Regions from separate parts of the Mus musculus genome. Here all the other regions are linked to region 1. The links are chromatin contacts, called in public Hi-C and promoter capture Hi-C maps. All regions are on one chromosome and are shown on one strand. Each heading gives the region's core, a stretch centred on a gene start, on an enhancer-like site or on the middle of the called end of the contact. The rest is flanking DNA. Distances are from core to core; before and after follow the strand shown.

What was found. Promoter capture Hi-C pulls out the DNA fragments that hold promoters and counts their contacts. A called contact is a pair of places that touch in the nucleus more often than the background predicts.
Region 2: a contact with region 1 is called in a promoter capture Hi-C map of pre-B cells, with 4 times the contacts expected there. The contact joins the enhancer-like site here to the promoter of Mid1ip1 in region 1. A contact is called at or near these places in 6 of 39 promoter capture datasets (the 3T3-L1 cell line, the HPC-7 cell line, cranial neural crest and 3 more), 2 of 484 Hi-C or Micro-C datasets (B cells and pre-B cells), 3 of 115 datasets of contacts at active chromatin or transcription factors (astrocytes, differentiating embryonic stem cells and embryonic forebrain) and 2 of 9 other capture datasets (embryonic stem cells and liver).
Region 3: a promoter capture Hi-C map of hippocampal neurons shows a contact between it and region 1, with 3 times the contacts expected there. The contact joins the enhancer-like site here to the promoter of Mid1ip1 in region 1. A contact is called at or near these places in 6 of 39 promoter capture datasets (the 3T3-L1 cell line, 3T3-L1-derived adipocytes, frontonasal cranial neural crest and 3 more), 2 of 484 Hi-C or Micro-C datasets (adipose-derived mesenchymal stem cells and myocytes) and 8 of 115 datasets of contacts at active chromatin or transcription factors (T-cell acute lymphoblastic leukemia, astrocytes, embryonic forebrain and 4 more).
Region 4: a contact with region 1 is called in a Hi-C map of uterus, with 2.4 times the contacts expected there. The contact joins the enhancer-like site here to the promoter of Mid1ip1 in region 1. A contact is called at or near these places in 4 of 39 promoter capture datasets (the 3T3-L1 cell line and hippocampal neurons), 3 of 484 Hi-C or Micro-C datasets (all in uterus) and 6 of 115 datasets of contacts at active chromatin or transcription factors (VIP interneurons, astrocytes, bone marrow-derived macrophages and 3 more).

The regions. Positions count from the first base shown.
Region 1 is chrX:10,715,453-10,720,013 of GRCm38.p6, forward strand. Mid1ip1 (Mid1 interacting protein 1 (gastrulation specific G12-like (zebrafish))) reads left to right here and starts at 1,913. Exons shown (of 2, transcript NM_026524.4): 1 at 1,913-2,252; 2 at 2,535-4,250. The coding sequence starts at 2,778. The coding sequence ends at 3,326.
Region 2 is chrX:11,662,663-11,667,223 of GRCm38.p6, forward strand. No RefSeq gene overlaps it. Among named protein-coding and RNA genes, the nearest start is that of Gm34187, 130 kb to the left of the region's middle. Within about 2 kb of position 1,824, at least 286 of the 459 cell types and tissues checked have an H3K27ac peak or open chromatin away from gene starts, as enhancers often do. A contact at or near this core is called in the HPC-7 cell line, differentiating embryonic stem cells, embryonic forebrain and 2 more, where this site is marked.
Region 3 is chrX:11,630,149-11,634,709 of GRCm38.p6, forward strand. No RefSeq gene overlaps it. Among named protein-coding and RNA genes, the nearest start is that of Gm34187, 99 kb to the left of the region's middle. Within about 2 kb of position 1,898, at least 39 of the 459 cell types and tissues checked have an H3K27ac peak or open chromatin away from gene starts, as enhancers often do. A contact at or near this core is called in embryonic forebrain and hippocampal neurons, where this site is marked.
Region 4 is chrX:11,251,581-11,256,141 of GRCm38.p6, forward strand. No RefSeq gene overlaps it. Among named protein-coding and RNA genes, the nearest start is that of H2al1a, 45 kb to the right of the region's middle. Within about 2 kb of position 2,696, at least 28 of the 459 cell types and tissues checked have an H3K27ac peak or open chromatin away from gene starts, as enhancers often do. A contact at or near this core is called in uterus, where this site is marked.

The DNA of each region.
Region 1 (4,561 bases), core at 663-3,162:
GGGTCAAACTACATTTTAAGTTATGAGAAACATCAACTACTGGTAACCAGGTAATGTGTTTTTCTAAAGCTCTCTTCCTTGGCTCTTGTCTGCCATAAGGGTTAAAACAAGCCTGGACTGTTTTGAACACCTCTGTGCAGAAGAAGTGGTAAAGGTGAGGGTGAGGTCCTCTCTGGTTCATCTTAGCCTATTTCCCTATTTTTAAGGGTTCAGACTCTTGGCAGAAAATGCCTCTAAACTGTGATGAAGCCCTAAGTACTTTACAGTGTACACAGTGAAGAGTTTTACCGCCGATACCTCATTGAACCCTAATAGAACCCTTTGCCATAGCCCAAGAAGAAGTTCCTTTTTATTGCTAAAGCAACACTGGAAATTTTTCTCTCATGGGAGACACTCCATTTTGTTGACAAACAGAGGGTGGAAAAGTTTTCAAATCTGGGCATAAGAAGAGAAAGGCTGAGGTTATTGTTATGTGTCAGGTTTACACAATGCATGTTTCCCATCTACATTCTTCTTTCCACTGATCTCCTTAGCTCCACGGGGCAGATAACAAACATTATTTCATGTTTAAAAGAACATGGGACACTGAATCAGAAGGATGAGTAGCTGTCGTTCCAAATCAAGCTGGCTGGCTGGCTGGGACTGTGTCTCCATACATACATACATACATACATACATACATACATACATACATACATAAGAAAGCATTGGAAGCATGGGTTATGATCTAGAACCAGTAAACCAGAGGGAGATGGAGATTTGCCAGTCTGGGTTCTAGAGTTACCAATGACTTTTCTGTCTGTTATCAGCTCTTGTTCCCTTCAAAATTGAAAAGAGACATGATTTTCGGTAGACAGTACCAGTCCTTCAAGAAAAAACAAACAAACAAACAAACCCACATGCATAAGTGTCTCTCCTTGTTTGGGGCGCTTTTTTGTCTTGCAGGGGAATGCCATACTAAAACTTCCCCCCGAAGACTTTAGTGGGAAGAAATTTAAAATTAGAAGCCTGAGTCATCTTATCTGGAGGAATGGAAGAGCTGACTGGAGGTTGAGGGATGTGGCAAAGGAAATGAGATGGGAAATGAGTATGGGCTCAGGGCTGGGAACCTGAAAGAGGAGTTTCAAGTGTAAAACTTGAAAGGTAGATCCAGGGCTATGGTACACAGCTTAGGCTTATTAAGTAACCCTTGCTTAAGAACTATCTTTTGAAAGGAGCACTTGACACACACTCCAGAAAGTTATTGGGTATACTCCCATTTTTTTTCTTTAAATGATAAGATATACCCAACACCAGTCCTAACTTCTGCCACCTTCTCCTAGTCTTTTTGATAGCCAAAAGGGCCACAAGGCCCAAGTTCACACTCCATTGCCATGCTCTTATCTCTTGGTGGGGGACACAAAACTATAGATCAGATGACCAGGGTGCTCTTCATACCTGGCAGCAGTAGTAGGAAAGACCCCGCCAGGAGGGAAGCAAATGCCTCAGTGTTCCCATCCCCCTGCAGCTGACCACGACCTGGGCCGTGGAGGGAGCACCCCATGTCCACGTGCATCCGGCATGTCCTGCTAACTCTTCTTACATAAGATTCCCAAGTATGGAGTCAGGGCAGCTGTGAATCCCTCTTACCCGACGTCTAATAATAAATCGAGGCTAAATTTCCGGACTGCAGTCACTCTAGGTTCAGGATTGAGGGGCTCTTTTGCAACCCGGACACACAAGCATTCCGGTCATCCCACCCGGAGAGTGCGCGCCAAGCCCGCCCAGCCCGCGCGCGCCAGTCCGCCCTCTGGTTTGGACGGCGGCTCCTTGGGCTCAGTGCCTCGCCCTCCCTCCCCCAAACAGCTTGTTCTGGGTTTGGTGCTGGGGTGCGGCCGCTCCATCCTCCCAGCCCTACCCTGCCTTGCCCTGCTGGGCCGCCCTGCCTTAGCCCGGGTATCAGGCGAGAGGCGGAGCCACCCGGCGTGCCCCGCCCCCGCGGTAGAAAGGGTTGGGCGAGTGTTACTCGCGGTCAGGGCTGGGACCTTTTATCTGTGCTGCTGGAGGAGGTAGGAGGAGGAGACATCAGGGGTGGTCCTGGGCGCCTGGGACACCTTTCCCGGACTATAAATTGAGCACCTGGAATGGGCAGGGGGCCGGAGCAACCACAGTCGCCCTTACTCACAGTCCGATCAGTGACCGCAGCAGCGCCCTTGGGCAGCCACCGTCCGCAACGCAAGCACTGAGAACCAGGGGATTTCGCAGTGCAAGAGGTGGGTGTCCCCGCCCTTTGGCAGCCCGGGCTAATATGGTTGCTTTCGCTTAGGTTTTAGAAGGGAGAAACCAGAGAGTCCGGGATGGGGGAGATTTTTTTCTCCTTTTTTTTCAAAGGTCTTCTGCTAGTATTGGAGGAGGTGATACCGGCTGGTCCCAAGGAACCACCCTTGTGCCTTCTCTGGCCAGCCTTGGTCAGGGTGGGAGCATCGCGCGGACCGGATGCCGGGCATCCTAACCGGGTGGGTAATTTGTTCTTTTCGTCTCTGTCTCCCAAGCAGAAAAAGGCTAGACCCAGCCACCCACCGTCAATCCTGAGCCAAAGATAAGAGCAGCCGGGCCTCACGAAGGGCTGAGCTGAGAAAGAAGCAAGTTAGAGAGGGCGGAGAAGGATCTGGGAATCCCGTCACACCGGCTTCAAGCAGGCTCCCGGCATCAGCCTCTGAGAGCGCTTGAAGGCGGCATCGCCAGCGGTCTATCTCCGTGTACCAGCGTCCCTGTGTTTCCGCGCCCGCTCGGCCACCATGATGCAAATCTGCGACACATATAACCAGAAGCACTCGCTCTTTAACGCCATGAATCGCTTCATTGGCGCGGTGAACAACATGGACCAGACGGTGATGGTGCCCAGTCTGCTGCGCGACGTACCCCTGTCCGAGCCGGAGATAGACGAGGTCAGCGTGGAGGTAGGCGGCAGTGGCGGCTGCCTGGAGGAGCGCACGACCCCGGCCCCAAGCCCGGGCAGCGCCAATGAAAGCTTTTTCGCGCCCTCCCGGGACATGTACAGCCACTACGTGCTGCTCAAGTCCATCCGCAATGATATCGAGTGGGGAGTCCTGCACCAGCCTTCGTCTCCGCCGGCCGGGAGCGAGGAGAGCACCTGGAAGCCCAAGGACATCCTGGTGGGCCTGAGTCACTTGGAGAGCGCGGATGCGGGCGAGGAAGATCTGGAGCAGCAGTTCCACTACCACCTGCGCGGGCTGCACACCGTGCTCTCCAAACTCACCCGAAAAGCCAACATCCTCACCAATAGATACAAGCAGGAGATCGGCTTCAGTAATTGGGGCCACTGAGGCGGGGGCTGTCCCCGCTGCCCAGCACCCTCTCTCGGGTCGGCTCTACCACCCCTCTCTTTCCTCCAAGCTATTTTCTTCCTGGTTGTGGGGCGCGAAGGGCACACTGTAAAGTTGGGCTGTGTACTTGGTGGGGTTAGTGTGGAGAAGAGGGCCTCATCGCGAGAGCAGAGGAAAGTAGTCGCCAGAGAGGGGGGTTCAAAGACCCCCGGAGGGGGCCTACTCTGTGTTGGTGGGAATGGAACTGGGCCGATGTCCTTCATTCAGCCTGTGCCTTTCTTGGGGTTTCTTTTCTGTTTTTCTTTCCGGAAGAGAAGGGCCTGAGAAAGGGCCATGCCAGGGCACAGTGCTGGGTTGCCACACATGGGAGGGCAGCTTCTAGCCGGGTGCTTGGGGGAGGCGGGGCTCAGCCTCCTGCTGCCCTGCCTTGAGCTGCCAGAGGAGGCCTTGGCGTTGCTAGGATTGCGTCAGTTTTCCTGTTTGCACTATTTCTTTTTGTAACAGTGACCCTGTCTTAAGTCTTTCAGATCTCTTTGCTTTGAAACTTCGTCGATTCCATTGTGATAAGCGCACAAACAGCACTGTTGGTAACCGGTACTACTTTATTAATGATTTTCTGTTACACTGTACAGTAGTCCTGTGGCACCCTATCCCTTTCACGCCACCCCTCCCCCGCCCGTGTGTGTAAACTGGCGATGTGCCAGCTAGGATGAAGCTTGCCACTCGGCTAGCGAAAATAATTAACATTATTATGAGAAAGTGGATTTATCTAAAGTGGAACCAGCTGACATTATATCTGTATCGTATGGAGAATGATGAAGGGCTCCACTGTTGTTATATGTCTTGTTTATTTAAAACTTTTTTTAATCCAGATGTAGACTATATTCTAAAAAATAAAAACGCAGATGTGTTAACAAAACTGGACAAGTGTGTGTTGCTCTTTAATCCACCAATGAGTGGCCAAATCATTAAAAAGACGTGTCCTTTATTTCCCTGACATTAAGTGTTATTTTTCTCTGATATTTCCAGGTGGTGGCTAGTCATCTCTACAACTATTTCCTTTTGACAAGTAGCTACTAGGGAAGCTTTCTAACAGTTCATTTTCAAGATGGGATCAAATATCCCAAGAAGAAGTTAATAAATATTGCAAGGATCTGTGAAACTACATAGAGTGTCTTTCAGCCAATTTGGCTAGCTTATAGCAATATTTAGTTAGTGGAAGTGTTTTGAAGCCA
Region 2 (4,561 bases), core at 574-3,073, 950 kb after region 1:
TTTCCTCAAAGATCCTTCCAGGCAAATGGCAGATCTGGGGAGGAGAGGGGAAAATAATATCTCTTCCATATTGGCAGCCACCCCTCCCTGGCTGCCCCAATAGCCAGGGCCCATAATTTACAAAAATTAAGATGTAAGAAGCATTTGAAAACAGGACCACAGAGGAGGCCAGAGCTTACTAAAAAAACAAACAAACAAACAAAAAACAAAACCATGAAATCATGGAAGAGCTATTTGGAGCCTCCACAGAAAGGCTAGTTAAGGGTGAATTGCCTCCAGTTCACTAATAGGTCACCAACCTAATTTATTTTGTCAAAACTAGTCGCTTTGGATAGCTGTCATCCCCACTGACCAATGAGAAGGGAGCAGACGGACACAGCAAGGGTCCTGAATCCCTCTGACTATACCTTTTCTTAATTTTTGATTAAGGGGGCACCTGGGGAGTTAGTTGCGTTGAGGCCATTGGCTGGGCCTTTTCGGTGGGTGAGTGTAAGATGATTCAGGACAGGGTTTGAGGAGGTCAGCAACTGCTAGGAACCGATAACTGGGGCGTGAGGCAGGTTCTCCCTGGCATGCACATGAAGGAGGGTTCCTCTCTTCCAGCAGACATGGCCTGGCTCCTGGTGGTGCTTCACCAGAGAGGACAGAATGATCTGCATCAAGCTTCCCTGGCTAGCTCCCTCAGCCTCTGGCTTAGTGCCTGCTCTCTGAGGCAGGAGGAGGAGGAGGCCAGGGCCCCTACTGGGTATTCTCTGTGTGAAGCTAAGTAGCCTGGGAGCGGTGTGGGGGGGGGGGGACACGGGCTAGGAGGAAGACCTTGACCTCAGGAGCCCTAAACCTTGCTGACAGCAGACAGCAAGGAGGACCCTTGGGAATAGCACTTTATTGAGGGACATTTGTCTTCATTTGGGGCGGTCTACATTTCATCCCACAGGCATGCCCTGAGGCTCGAGTCTCCCTGACCCTTACCAGGACTGTTCCAGCACTGTACTGTCCCTGTGCTGGACTGAAAAGGAAGCTGCCTCTTAAAGCCTTTGGCAGCCAGGGAGACAGATGTCACCAAAGAACAATGGGCAATTCCCTGTGGCACCCCAGGAGTCTCCTAGCCTCACCCCTCCCCACCCCACCCCCAAGACAGGAGAACTAGGGCAGGGCACATTACAAACTCAGGCTCCAAACCTGGGCCCTCCTGGCTTACCGATTCTGGAAACCAAAGCTTATATCCTGCCTAATAATCTTGTATTTAATTAATGAACAAGTATCCATGGTTTTCAGAAGGCAACCTGAGGAACTAAATGTCCTCTGCGGAAGTCATTGTGACTAGCTGGGAGGTCCTAGCCTGTTTTCCCTCACACGAAAAGCCACTCCAGTGAGAAAGGCTCTGCAAAGGACAGCTGAAAATATCATAGTGAAGATTTACGCGGGTTGCGTTTTATTTTTTTTTTCCCCTGGAAAAGTCAGGATATTGAAAATGTTAGAAGGCTGCGAACTATGGCCTAGATGCTGCCACTAACCCGTGGAATTGTGAAAAAAATAATTTCGCCTCTCAAAGCCTCATTTTGCAAATATTAAAAGAAAGAGAAGCGGGGCCCGGGGGGGGGGGGTTGACCATCAGCAAGGCTAGGCGCTGCCATGCCTATACCCCCTCCCCCCAAACCCCCAACTTGGCTGTGCCAGACTAGCTCTGGGGAGGAGGGGTGTGGTGAGCAAGCAAGCCTAGAAGGCTTTGGTTAGCTTCACCGAGCTAAGCACAACCCTCCCGGCGAGGTTTCCGGAGCAATGGAGAGGGAGGCACGTGGCGTGCCCTCGCTCCAGCACTTTCTCAACGGGCAGCAACAGCTCAGGGAGGAAGGGGGTGGCTGGCACTCCGGGTGCCAAGGGTGGATGGGTCTCTAGACTTGTTGGGGTCGTGGAGCTAAAGCCGCGGGGGCGAAGGGGGCCTGGCTGCTGGGCTCGCCCGCCGCGCCCGCTCGCTGGATTCATTTCCATTTGGAGCGCGACGCCCCAGCAGCCCTTATCTCGCCGCCGCCGCCGCCGCGGCTCTGCAGGCGCGGGCGCCCAGGGCTCCCTCCCTTCCCCGCCCCTCCCCCGTCCTCCTCCCCCGCCCGCCCGCGGCCCGCGCCTTTGTCTGGCCCCGCGGCGCGCTGGGAGCCAGCAGGGCGGGTAATTGGCGGCCGGAGGAGGCGAACCGGCCGGCCAGGCCTCCTCTAATGAGCGGGCGGAGCCGCAGGGAGGGTGCGGAGCGACCGAGCCCCTAATGGCCTCGCGGTGCCCGGCCAGCCCCCTCCAAGGTCTCGGCCGGACGGGACCCGCAGCCCCAGGGTACATCCCCACCCCCATCTGGCCTCCGAGGTTCTCCAATTACCCCGCGGCCGTGCCAGGGCCTCCGGCTGCCCTCCGGGCCGCCCTGTTGTCCCCGGAGAAGTGCCAAGGACTCAACGCTCCAGGCGGAGGGGAGGGGGGTCTTTTGGGGGGCTTCATCGCGCTGCTTGGGGAACTCGGGTCGCCCACAAGTCCCCTTCTTCCCTGAGGACACGGTCACTGGTGGAGAGGGAAGATGGCGGGGGCGGCAGCGAACCCAGCTTCTCCTTAATGCTGATGAAACCCACGCGGGTTTCGAAATTAATGACACTGGATCAGAATCAGCTACGCTTGGCGGGCTCGGGCGACAGCCGGTCGGGTGGGCTTGTCTGTGTCAAAGAGTGCGGTGGGGGACTTCCTGCTGGGGAGGTGTGGAGAGTGGGGTTTCTGGTGTTAACCCCCTCTCCAAGGCCGGGAAGATGTTAACAGAAGCCCGCTGAGCTTTTAAAGGGTTGAGGGAGATGGAGGGACACAGGGAAGCTAAGCTGGTCTCCAGCTAGGTTACCCGCTTTCGAGAAGCCCGCCCAGCAGCTACAACTGACCATAAGCCCCACTGCCCCAGGATAGTGACTCCTCCTGTGGCCCAGCCTCAAACTGCCAAGAATGCCAGCAGACTGGCCCTGTGGACTTTACTCCATCCAGTTCCTACTGCCTCCAGTAAGCCCAGTTCCAACCCACTCTAGAGTATGTGAGACTCCAAGTCACGGAAGCTTCCTGTGAACAGCCGGGCTTGCAGCTAGCTTTCAGACTTGGAATGCAGGAAAAAGAAAGGCCTTAGGGACTTGTGGGTCTTCTGGGAAAGCCCCATGCTGGCCCCAGAACGACCTTAGAGAACCATCAGCAGCTGAGGGCAGTCCCGGGGGCATTCCAGCATCATTTGCCTGAAGAGAGACTGTCACCTCTCAGAGGAAGTGGGCAGTTTCTTCTGAAGACTCCCTATCTAGAACCCTTTCCCTTGGGTTTTCAAGGCAACTCTCACCAAAGTAACCAGTTGGAAGATGTCCACTTTCTATTGATTTTTTCTATTATTAAGGTACAACTTTGTAGGGACAGAAAGTGAGTGGTGGAGAGTCTTAAGCCATCCTGAGAGTCACAGTGGTATCCCTAGAACAAATAACAGGGTAGGGAGAAGAGAAAAAGCGTAACAAATTTAGTTAATTGACATTTTACATGACACAAGAGCCTTCAGATTGAAGGTCTAAATTCCCAGAGAAATCATTTGTATTTGGGTTCAGTGGAGAATGGACAGTCTTGTGGAAATGGGATCGGGCTGTCGTACTAATCGGCCGAGAGGGAAGCCAGACAAGGCTTGCTTTCTAGCATTCTCTGCCCTCAGGCTCGGTGGGGTTTGTCTGGGATGAGGAGCTTTAGGGAAGAAGGACAAAGTTCCCCTTCCAGGTTTGGCAGAGAAGGGTTCTAGTTTCTGTGGCCTTCCTAGTTCTGGAACTTCCTTCCGGGGACAAAATGGGCAGGAGATGGGCAGGAGATGAGAAGACTGGAGAAGGTCGGAGAAATGCTACTCCGGTGTCTTCTAAGCTCCCCCCACCCCACCCCCCCCGCCGCCCCCCCCCCCCGCCGCCGCAGTAGCTTCTTCAGGAGAACGGGGTGGGGGTGGGGCGGTAGGACAAGGCCCTGCCCCGGTCCTGGCCTGGCCTCTGTCGTTGAGGCACTCCCCTCAGTTCCTGGTTAGATTCTGCCCTGGCAAGAGGCCAAAAATGCCAGAAGAGAGCTTTGGCTTCTTATACGCTTTCCTCTCCGTTTACACAACCTAAGTGAGCCCCCATTGCCTGGAAGCTCCGTGGGATGTGACCCAAACAGAGAGACACACTCACACCTCATGGGTGGGACAGCTGGACTGAATAGCCCACCATGCTTGACAGCCTTATTAACGCAGCGAAGAGAAACCTTTCTCTCTGGACTGTCCTGCTGTTCAGGAGCCCTTCCTTGTTCCTCTCCCACCTAACCTACAATAAAACTCCTTTCTAACCCCCCCCCCATTGTCTGCGAAATTCATTTTTTAAATTTGTGAGACAAACCACCCAAAAGCCACTGGTCTGGGGTGGCTCTGGTGGCCATTGTTTTGTCCAGTGTTTTGACTCGCAAAGGCATGCTTATCTCCCCCGAGCTCTTTGAGGCATTCCCTTTGACCCCTTTTACTTTAGTTTTAAGTATTCTGCTTGTCACAGCACAGAACTTCGGG
Region 3 (4,561 bases), core at 648-3,147, 910 kb after region 1:
AAAGGGCATCACTAATTTTGGCTTTGCAGCCCTAGAAAACCAGACACTAAGTTTCTTGGCCCTTTTGCTGTTTTCTTCTGGCTTGCTGACTGCAAAAAAGACCTGTTTTGTCCCTCTGTTTTACCATCTGTGAAATGGACATGTTCCCCTTCACTCCCTCTCTTCCCCAAAGAAAGAATTCAAGAGCTATGATATTCCAGAACTAATTAGTTCCTACCCTCCCCAGACGTCAGTTATTCCATCTATCAGAGTGCCCAGTGATAGTTCACTTGCGTTCCATCTACCAAAACAGGTAGCCAGAAACACCTCCACCTATTTCTGTTTCCATAGTAACAGAAGAGTTAAAAAAAAAAAGGAAGAAAAAGCCTCTAACAAAATAAGACACCTAAGAGGCATAAACAAAATATGTGATGGTGTGGGAGACTGTAAAGTTTTTATTGCCACCTGTTTGGAAGACCTGCATAATTCAATCCTGCTCCCGGCATTTGCGAGGGAAGCAATCACCCCAAACTTGTGGCAATAAAGCCTTTATAGCCCCCCATGCTGGCACACCCACTTTCGAGGTACAAAGCCCCAGTTTGATAAACTTCCGCTTCTTGTATTTGCATAATGGAAATGGACGAGATTTTCCACTCAGGCTTCTGGGAAGCTTAGCTGGAAGCCGTCCTGGAAGCAACTCCAGCCAAAGGACCTTGGGACTCGACAGGGATGCTGAGTCCCATTTCCCTGAACCTGAGACCAGGCAGGTTCTAGTTGAAGGTCATATGCCTCCTGAGTCCTAAGTCATAACTATCATTGCAGTGCTCCGTTAGAAAGCACGCTAAGTGAGAAAGCTTGTCCAGGGTTAAGTGTAGGAAAGAAAGGTCCTAACTCAAGTAGACATCCAACGCCCCTCACTGTCAGACACACACACACACACACACACACACACACACACACCCTCTGCTCACTTTCAGGTACCCTCTCCCTCAATCTGTTGGGGACAGGTCAGGTAGTCGTGGCTGTTCTAGATGCCTCTCCTTCTCGGCAGATTACTACAACCCTGCCAGGACTCAGTGGTAAAAGTTTGAACGTGTCTGCAGAGCTTAATCAAATGCTAATTCCGTGTGGTGAAAGAATTTGCTGGAATCTGCAAGGGAGCTCCTGGCAGCAAGAAAATGCGTTGATTCACTCCCAAATCTGCTTTGCCCAAGCCGGGTGCGATTTAGAGCGTAAGCTGTATTAAATCACAAAGTGCTGTGTGGATCATACAGCCATCCTTTGTGTCGTTAATGAAGGGAAAAACAGGGCTTTATTCTGAAGCTTTGTGTATAATCAGATGCCATGTTGTAAAGCTCTGGAAAACACACCAGAAATCATAATTGGGAGGAAATAAAAGGGTTAGTCCAAAACAGCGTATGCAAATAAGGAGGAAAAAGAAACTGCCCCCAAGATTTGTGCGTTTCAAGAATCAACTTTTAATTCATGCACAGGGAGATTACAGAAGGGGAGGAGCGGCCTTTAAAATAGTATGAAAAGCTAGTTTAGATGTAAATGAGAGATAATGGGCTTTCACCAGGAAATAAGCAAGGGGGCCAAGTTTGTGCCCAGGGCTGGGGGAGGGGAAGGCAGTTTGGCTTCTGGTTGTCCTCACTGTTGCAAACATACTCAGGGTTTACAGCACGGTAAGGAAGGCAAGGTTTCGTGCCATTGGCTGTGGTTAGCTGCAGTAGGAGGAAGAAAGGTCCAGCTTGCCTGTCGTAGCTCCGGAGGTTCTGGGATCTGGCTGAGTTGGGAAGGGGGTCTCGCGGTTGTTGTTTTAGCACAAAAATAGCCTCTGTGGTGTGATCATCTCAAGGTCGCCTAGGAAAGTGGTTGGGGTTTTGACGCCTGTCGCTGTACGTTCAGCCAGAGGAGAAGGAACGCTGCGCTGAGCCCTCCCCAGCCCTAATTCACTAATGATTTGCTTATTAGTTCGGATCAGGGAGCCGGTTTCTGGAGAGATGTGAATTGCCATTGATTTAATCCTCTTCCCAGCACGCGCTCCCGGCCTAGGGTGAGGCTGGGAGGAGAGAGGGGGGGTTGTCAGCTGGTTCAAGAGCAAGTTGCTGCTTCTCCTGTCTGGCTTTGTCTGTCTCCCCGACCATCTGCTTTCAGGCAGAGAGGAGCCCGTGGGTGGAGGAGCTAAGCCCAAGAGCTCAAAACCCGGACTCTAGACCTGTGTGTCTCCGGGTAACTGACAGCTGAGCTCAGACTTCTACAGCATGTGGGCAAGATATTGTGGTAACGTCTCATTAAACTAGAACGTTGGGGACAGCACAGTTCTCACACTGTCAGTATGTGTCCTCACTTAAGCCACCCACCAGCCTCTCAGGTAGATCGCCTCTACAATTTACAAGGGAAGAAGCTGAGCCTCAATGAAGTTAAGTTAGCCTGCCTAGGGTCACACAGGCAAAACAGTGGAGGGCCAAGGTGTGCAGCTTGTGGCCAGTGTCCTCCTGCTTCACCTAACATGAGCCATCTCATCTGTGTCTCTGTAAACTGCCATCAAGAGATTTCTTTTCCTCTCAGCAGGATCTGATAGCAGAGGCCTGTAATCTCCACTACTCAGGAGGTTGAGGCAGGAGGAGTTCAAGTTCGAGACCTGCCTGGACTATAGAGTGAACCCCTGAATTAAAAGAAATGAGAGGAGGTCTAAGAACAGAGCTCAGGACAGTACAGTGCTTGCTCAGCATAGTCCAGGCCTATGTTCAATTACCCCAAAAGGCAAGCACTTTTAGCCGTTGGGCTAATTTTGTTTGTTTATAGTGCTGAGGCTTGAACCCAGGGCTCTACTATTGAGCTGCTTCCCCAGCTCCTAAGTAGGTCATCTAATGATAATAGAGGGCATGTAATCTCCTACCTACTGCCCATGGGTCAAGGAAGAGAGATCTCTTAGTGAGCGGTGCCGTTTTTTGTTGTTGTTGTTGTTTTGTTTTGTTTTGTTTTGTTTTTCCAAATATGGCAAGGTGCTCAACCCACACCCACACCGAGGAGCCTAATTCATTATATGTCCCAGCTCCATGTCTTTGCCCAGACAGTTCCTTACACTTACCCACCCCCACCCTTCTCCAAACAGCATCCCCTTAGTTTAATCCTCCCGAAAACTGATCATAATTTTGTCCCCACTCAAACCTTCAACTCTTGAAGAGTTCCCCTTCCTAACCAGCATGGGGCTCTTCACGCTCACCTGAGGACCTGTGATTCCATTTCCCATCCTCCCTTCAAGCCTTCCACGTCTTTGCTCTTCCCCTTCTACAGCATCTTTTACATCTGCCAGTTGACTAATGAGTAAAACATGGGCCTTAAGGCCAAATTAATTTGTGGTTTCTTTGAAAATTGCTGGTAGATATCTTTTCAATCCCAGCAAGCCAGGCTTTTCCAGAGTTCATTCCAATCCAGAACACTAGGAGAGGACTAAGGAGAATGAGTTTCCAAACAGTGTCTATGGTAAACTAGTTCTCAAAGTCAGTACTAAAAGAATCCAGTCATTGGTTGCTAGTGTGTGCTCTGGTGCTGCTGTAGGCATCGAAGCCACTGAGATGAATGAGACAGAGGCTCTGCCTTTCTGTACAGAATACCCTTTGTGTGTGTGTGTTGGCGGGGGCAGGTTTGGAGACAGGGTTTCTATGTGTAGCCCTGGCTGTCCTAGAACTCGCTCCATAGACCAGGCTAGCTAGCCTGGAAGTCAGAGATATGCCTGCTTCTGCCTCCCAAGTGCTGGGAGTAAAGGCGTGGACTACCATGCCGGGATAGAGTATCTTTTTTTAACCTCTATTTGTATGTCTGTGTGGTTTGCCTACATGTAGTCCATACACCATGTGGTGCATGCAGTGCCTGTGGCGTCCAGAAGAGGGCAGTGGATCGCTGGAACTGGAGTTGGAGGTGGTTTTGAACCACACTTCCACCCTCATGTGAATACTGGGAATTGGGCCCAGGTCCTCTGTAAGAACAGGTGCTCTTAATCACTGAGCCCCATGCAAAGTATCTTAACTGGACCAAATAGTCATTATGCATTGTCCGCTACCCAGTGCTAAGCTGTCAAGTTTAGTTGTCAAACTTACCTGTCAAGCTGTCAAGCCCTGAGTTTGTTCAGCAGTTTATCTCCACCTCATAGACCAGCAGAAGGAATGCTCAAGCAATAGATTGTGAATACGAATGTGTAGAAAACTTTACCAGGTTACCTCCCTTGGTCCTTACCCCAGTGCTGGAAGCTTAGTGCAATACCTCCATCTTAATGATGGACAAGGCAGGTACTGAGTTTCTGTAAGCTTCCAGACACTATAGGAAACAAGGAGGGGGACGATGATGTCATGGCTGTTTGCCTCCAAATTTATTTACCACACCTCTCCGCTCACAGTGCCCTCTTGAGTTAGTAGGTGATGGGGCAGAAAAAATCCAAAGTGGAAAGGAACAGCTTGAAGACACCTGAAGAGACATGACAACTAAATGCAATATTGATCCCAGGTTGCATTCTGCATTAGGAAATGAGCATTCCATGAGGGAACTATTGGCAAAATGGAAGTTTAGAGTATGGCATTTT
Region 4 (4,561 bases), core at 1,446-3,945, 540 kb after region 1:
AGTTGGGATGATGTCAGAGATGCTCTCAGCCTTAACTATTGAGCAGTTGAGAACAATTTCTAGAAACATGTGTCATAGCCTTAGAAGGGACTGCCCCATGGCTATGGTGGCAGAAGGTTTGCGTTTCCAGAAGCACACATGGTTTCTTTGGGAAGAAATCTGAGAAAACAGTAGTGAGGAGCATGGGAAGATGAAACAGGGCATTGCTAAGTCACTCGCTGCTTTCATCCCCAAGAGCTGAAGCCTACTGGGTCTACCTGAGACTCAGAAAGCCTGTTGGTCAGTGCCTGACGGTATCTATACTGAGGTGAGAAAAGGGTTACTCACACTGGTGCTCTGGCCCTGAGCACCCGCACTGGCACACTTATTAGTACATCTCTGTGATAAAGGAGTTGGTTTGAGGCAAAGGTAAAGGGACTGTTGGCTAGAAGTTGGGCCATGTCATGTCATTAACATAAAAGATCTGACATGACTGGAGAAATGGCTCAAAACAAAACAAAACCCAAAAACAAACAAACAAAAAAAGACCCCCCAAAAACAAAACAAACAAACAAACAAAACTTAAACCACTTGCCAAGCAAACAAAAAGACTAGAGCTTGGATGCCCCAAACCCACATGCATGCTGGGTAGGCATGGCTGCCATTGGCAATCATGCCTTAGAAGGCAGAGGCAAGAGCTCTCTGGAACAAGCTGACTAGTGAGACTGGTCATATCAGTGTGATCTGAGTTTTATTGAGAGAACCTGCTCAAAGAATAAGGCAGAAGGACTAGCATTTGCGTGCATTAACATTGGGCCTCTATCCATCTGCATGTACATGTGCATGCACATTCATATCCACATGCGTACCCATACATTTGTGAACATGTATGCAGACACATACATATAGGAAAGAAACTAACAAAGACTGTTTATGAAGTAAAGAGAGTATCCTGGTTAGCTTTGATTAACTCAACACAAACTAGAATCATATGGGAAGAGGAAAACTCAATTGAGGAACTGCCTCCATCAGATTGGCCTGTGGGTATGTCTGTTGGGCATTTTCCTAATGATGATTGCTTTGGGAGGGTCCATTCTACTATGGGCAGTACCACCCCTAGGCCGAAGGTGCTGGGTTGTATAAAGAATCAAATTAAGGAAGCCATGGAAAGCATATGCCATAAGCCATAAGCCACAGTCTCTAGCTCAGTTCCTGGCTCTAGGCTCCAGCCTTGAGCTCCTGCTCTGACTTTCCTTCAGGATGGACTGTAAGCTATAAACTTAAACCCTTTCCTCTCCATGTTGCTATTGGTTGTGGTGTTTATCACAACTATGGAAAGCAAGCTAGAACAGAGAGGTTTGTTTAGGCTCATGGTTGTAGATGTTAGTGTCTAAAACTGGGTAGCCCCATTTATACCAACAGTGAGGGAAGCGGGCACATAATAGCAAGAAGGTCTGTCTGGAAGACATTCAGGAGATGCTCATGTCGCCAACTGAGAAGCATAGGGGTAGGTTACAGCAACATTGACATAAGGACCTCCCTTTAGGCTTCACCTCTTAAAGGTGCACACTGTCTCCCAATATCTCCATAATGGGAACCACTCTTTTACTTATGGACTTTTAAGGGACACTCATCCAAACTATAGCAAGAGGCACTCACTGGTAGGTTTTGAATGGCTAACTGAGGTGCCTATTAACATATCAAATTGAATGTTGGCCATCAAGTTCTCCCAGCATCCCTCAGTCCCTACCTGGCTACAGGATCCTTCTGGCTGGCATACCCTACCCCCTATCCTAAACCTCTCCAGGCCATGGACTGTGCCTGACTTTTCGTTCCACCAGCTTCTCGGATTGCTATATAATCCAGCCATTTTGGTTATGCAGACCTTTAGGCCTTTTGGCCACTACTCTTGGTGTTCTGCCTCTCCCGTTTTTTTCTTGCCCTCTCCTCACATTCACTAACGTGGGATGGGCAAGGGTATATGAGCAGTATATTGACAATGCCTACTATGTTCCTTAGAACAAGGGACCAGTCCTGTCCCACATCAGCTTTTCAGGCAAGAGGACTCAAACTCTGGCCTCAGACACATGCCAGAGAAGTCTACCCTTCAGCAGTAGGTGGCAGCTTTGCTCTCTAACCTGAGGTCTGTATATGTATGCTCAGGCCCCACACAGATGTAGTGAAGATGAGAACTAAGAAGTAGAAAGCCAGTTGAGGGTTTCGAAAGAACTTGGGACCCCCAGAGAATTGATTTTCAGGGAAGGCACCATGTGCTCAGCCCCTCAAATGAGCTTGGCAGATGGGAACGTCTTTCTGTGATGCCCCTTCAGTGGATGTCATTCTCTGACTGACAAGAGAATGGCTGGCACTATTACCATGGCAACCAATAACAGCCCACCCAAAGACCCTTCTACTGACAGAAAAGATGGAGCACAAACCAGAACTCAGGAACTCCACCTCCACAAATGACAACCAGAGCCAGAGGTAGGTGGCTTTTCTTTCCTCTTGACACTGTAATTATTACCCTGATCCTATGCATGTACTCATACAAGTACTTGGGTGGCACACACACACACACACACACACACACACACACACACACAACACCCAAAGCTGGTTGGGCCTGGGAAAACAACTGTCACAATGTTGTGCTGACTTGCTGGGTAAGCAGGAACAAGTGGGTGTCTCTGTTTTCCCCTGCATGTAATGATTCAGATGGTACCAGTTCCATGGCCTCGACCGTGGGAGGAGGCAAGAGCTGACGCAAGAGCGTCTGGGAGGCATTTGGAGCATCTTGAAAGAAGTCGCTGAAAATTCCTGTTATGAAATGCAAAAGTCTTCCTTTCCTTTTCTGTTGAAACCTTTTGCAGTTTTTAAATTGCAGTTAAGGTCTTCCCAATCAGCAGTTCTTCTGAGAGCACGAAGCAAGCAGAGTCGCTGACCACAAAGTGAAGGGAAAAATAAAATGTGAATTCAAACCATTTCCTAACTTGCGGCCAGATTCCAGTTTGGACTTTAAAAGCTTCCTCTCTGGTCAGCTTCCTGCACTGACGCAGCATCCCCCCCCCACCACCACCTCCCCAACCCCCGCCTCCCACCGCTACCACCAGCAATGCTCACTTAGCTCTGAGAGACTGTGTATTCCTTGCTATTAGAGATTGAAAACAGGAAATGAAGGGGCCTATAGGGGGATGGGAAAGCTTAAAACAACTTCAGAGGACAAGCTGATGAAGTCATAGATCGTATCGCCCTGCCTTTTCCATGTCGGGTTTCTTTAAAGATAAGGTAGTGACTCAAAATGGGCTGCCTTTTTTTTTTTTTCAAGATGGAAGCAAAGGAGGATTTTCTTTAATATCCTCTTCCCTCCCAGTGTTTCCAAAGATAACCAGATGAGAGAAGTGACTCGATCCACGTGCATGTAAAATGCGATTACAGGACAATTTCCCCATTGTGGTCCCTGAGGGCTGAGGCAGGAGGGGAAGGCAGGGGGAGGCAGGAGATGAAGAGGAGGCCAGTAGCCACTAGGCCTTGCATTGTTGATGAGAGTTCGTTAAGGCCCTACTCCAGCTATAGGGAATTTTGTGACCAATGGCTGATGTGCAACTAAATGGGATGTTGTGGCCTAAATCAAGTGAATGATGGGGCCTGACAGGAGCAGGAAGAAAGGGAAAGATGCTGCATATTCAGGACCTGCCTGTGAGATGGGAGGCAATGCCATCAAAATACCAACATGTAGACATATTCCACCATTGCAGGTGCCCAGACAGTGCCAGGCCAGGCTGTACTGTCAGATGAAGAGTGGCTTGTAAGAGTCCAGGGGACCAAGGTGAAGTGGGGTCCAAGAGGGAAGGCAGGCATCCCAGCCAGGCACTCCCCTGGGGAAGGAGTAACCCCTGATGCAGATGCTGAGAGGAGCAGTCAAAGGAGAAGGGAGGGGCCTGGGAGGGCTCTATGGGAGCAAAGATCTAGGATCCCCCAGCAACGGGACCCACAGACTTCAGTTCAAATCCGATTCTGCTACAGACCTGTTCCCTAAGCCTCAATTTTCTTTCCCACAGAAGTGGCCACTGCCTATAGGATTGTAGGATTGATATGGAGTGGGAAGAGCACAGAGCTTTGCTTTTTTCAAAAGTGCTCGAGGCTGTGAGCTGTGTAAGGGGGCCATAAGGAGGTATTTATGAAGTGCCAGCAGAATGGTATTGGGGGAGGGGGGAGCCTGCCAAGTTAAAGGAAATACACAAAAGTAGAGCTAAGCTTATTTATGAAACAGCGTCTCTGGCCTTTTGGTGAACCTAGAGAACAATTTCCATCTGGCAAGGCAAAACTGTGCTGAGCAAGAGATCGGGGGCTTGTGAACTCTTTAGGGCAGCTTACTTGGAAAGGGGGCCCCTTGCCTCTCATGAGAAGTAGACACCTGGCCCTGGCCCTGCCCCACCCTGCCAAGGGTGATGGATGTGGGTCAGAACCTACAGAGGCCAGGTTTCTTCTCTCTTGAGGCAGTCAGGGAAGAGGAACTTGCAGGAAATTAAGTAAAGAGAAGAGATCTGTGTGGTGAGGGGGCAGGGGAGGCAGTGAAAACACA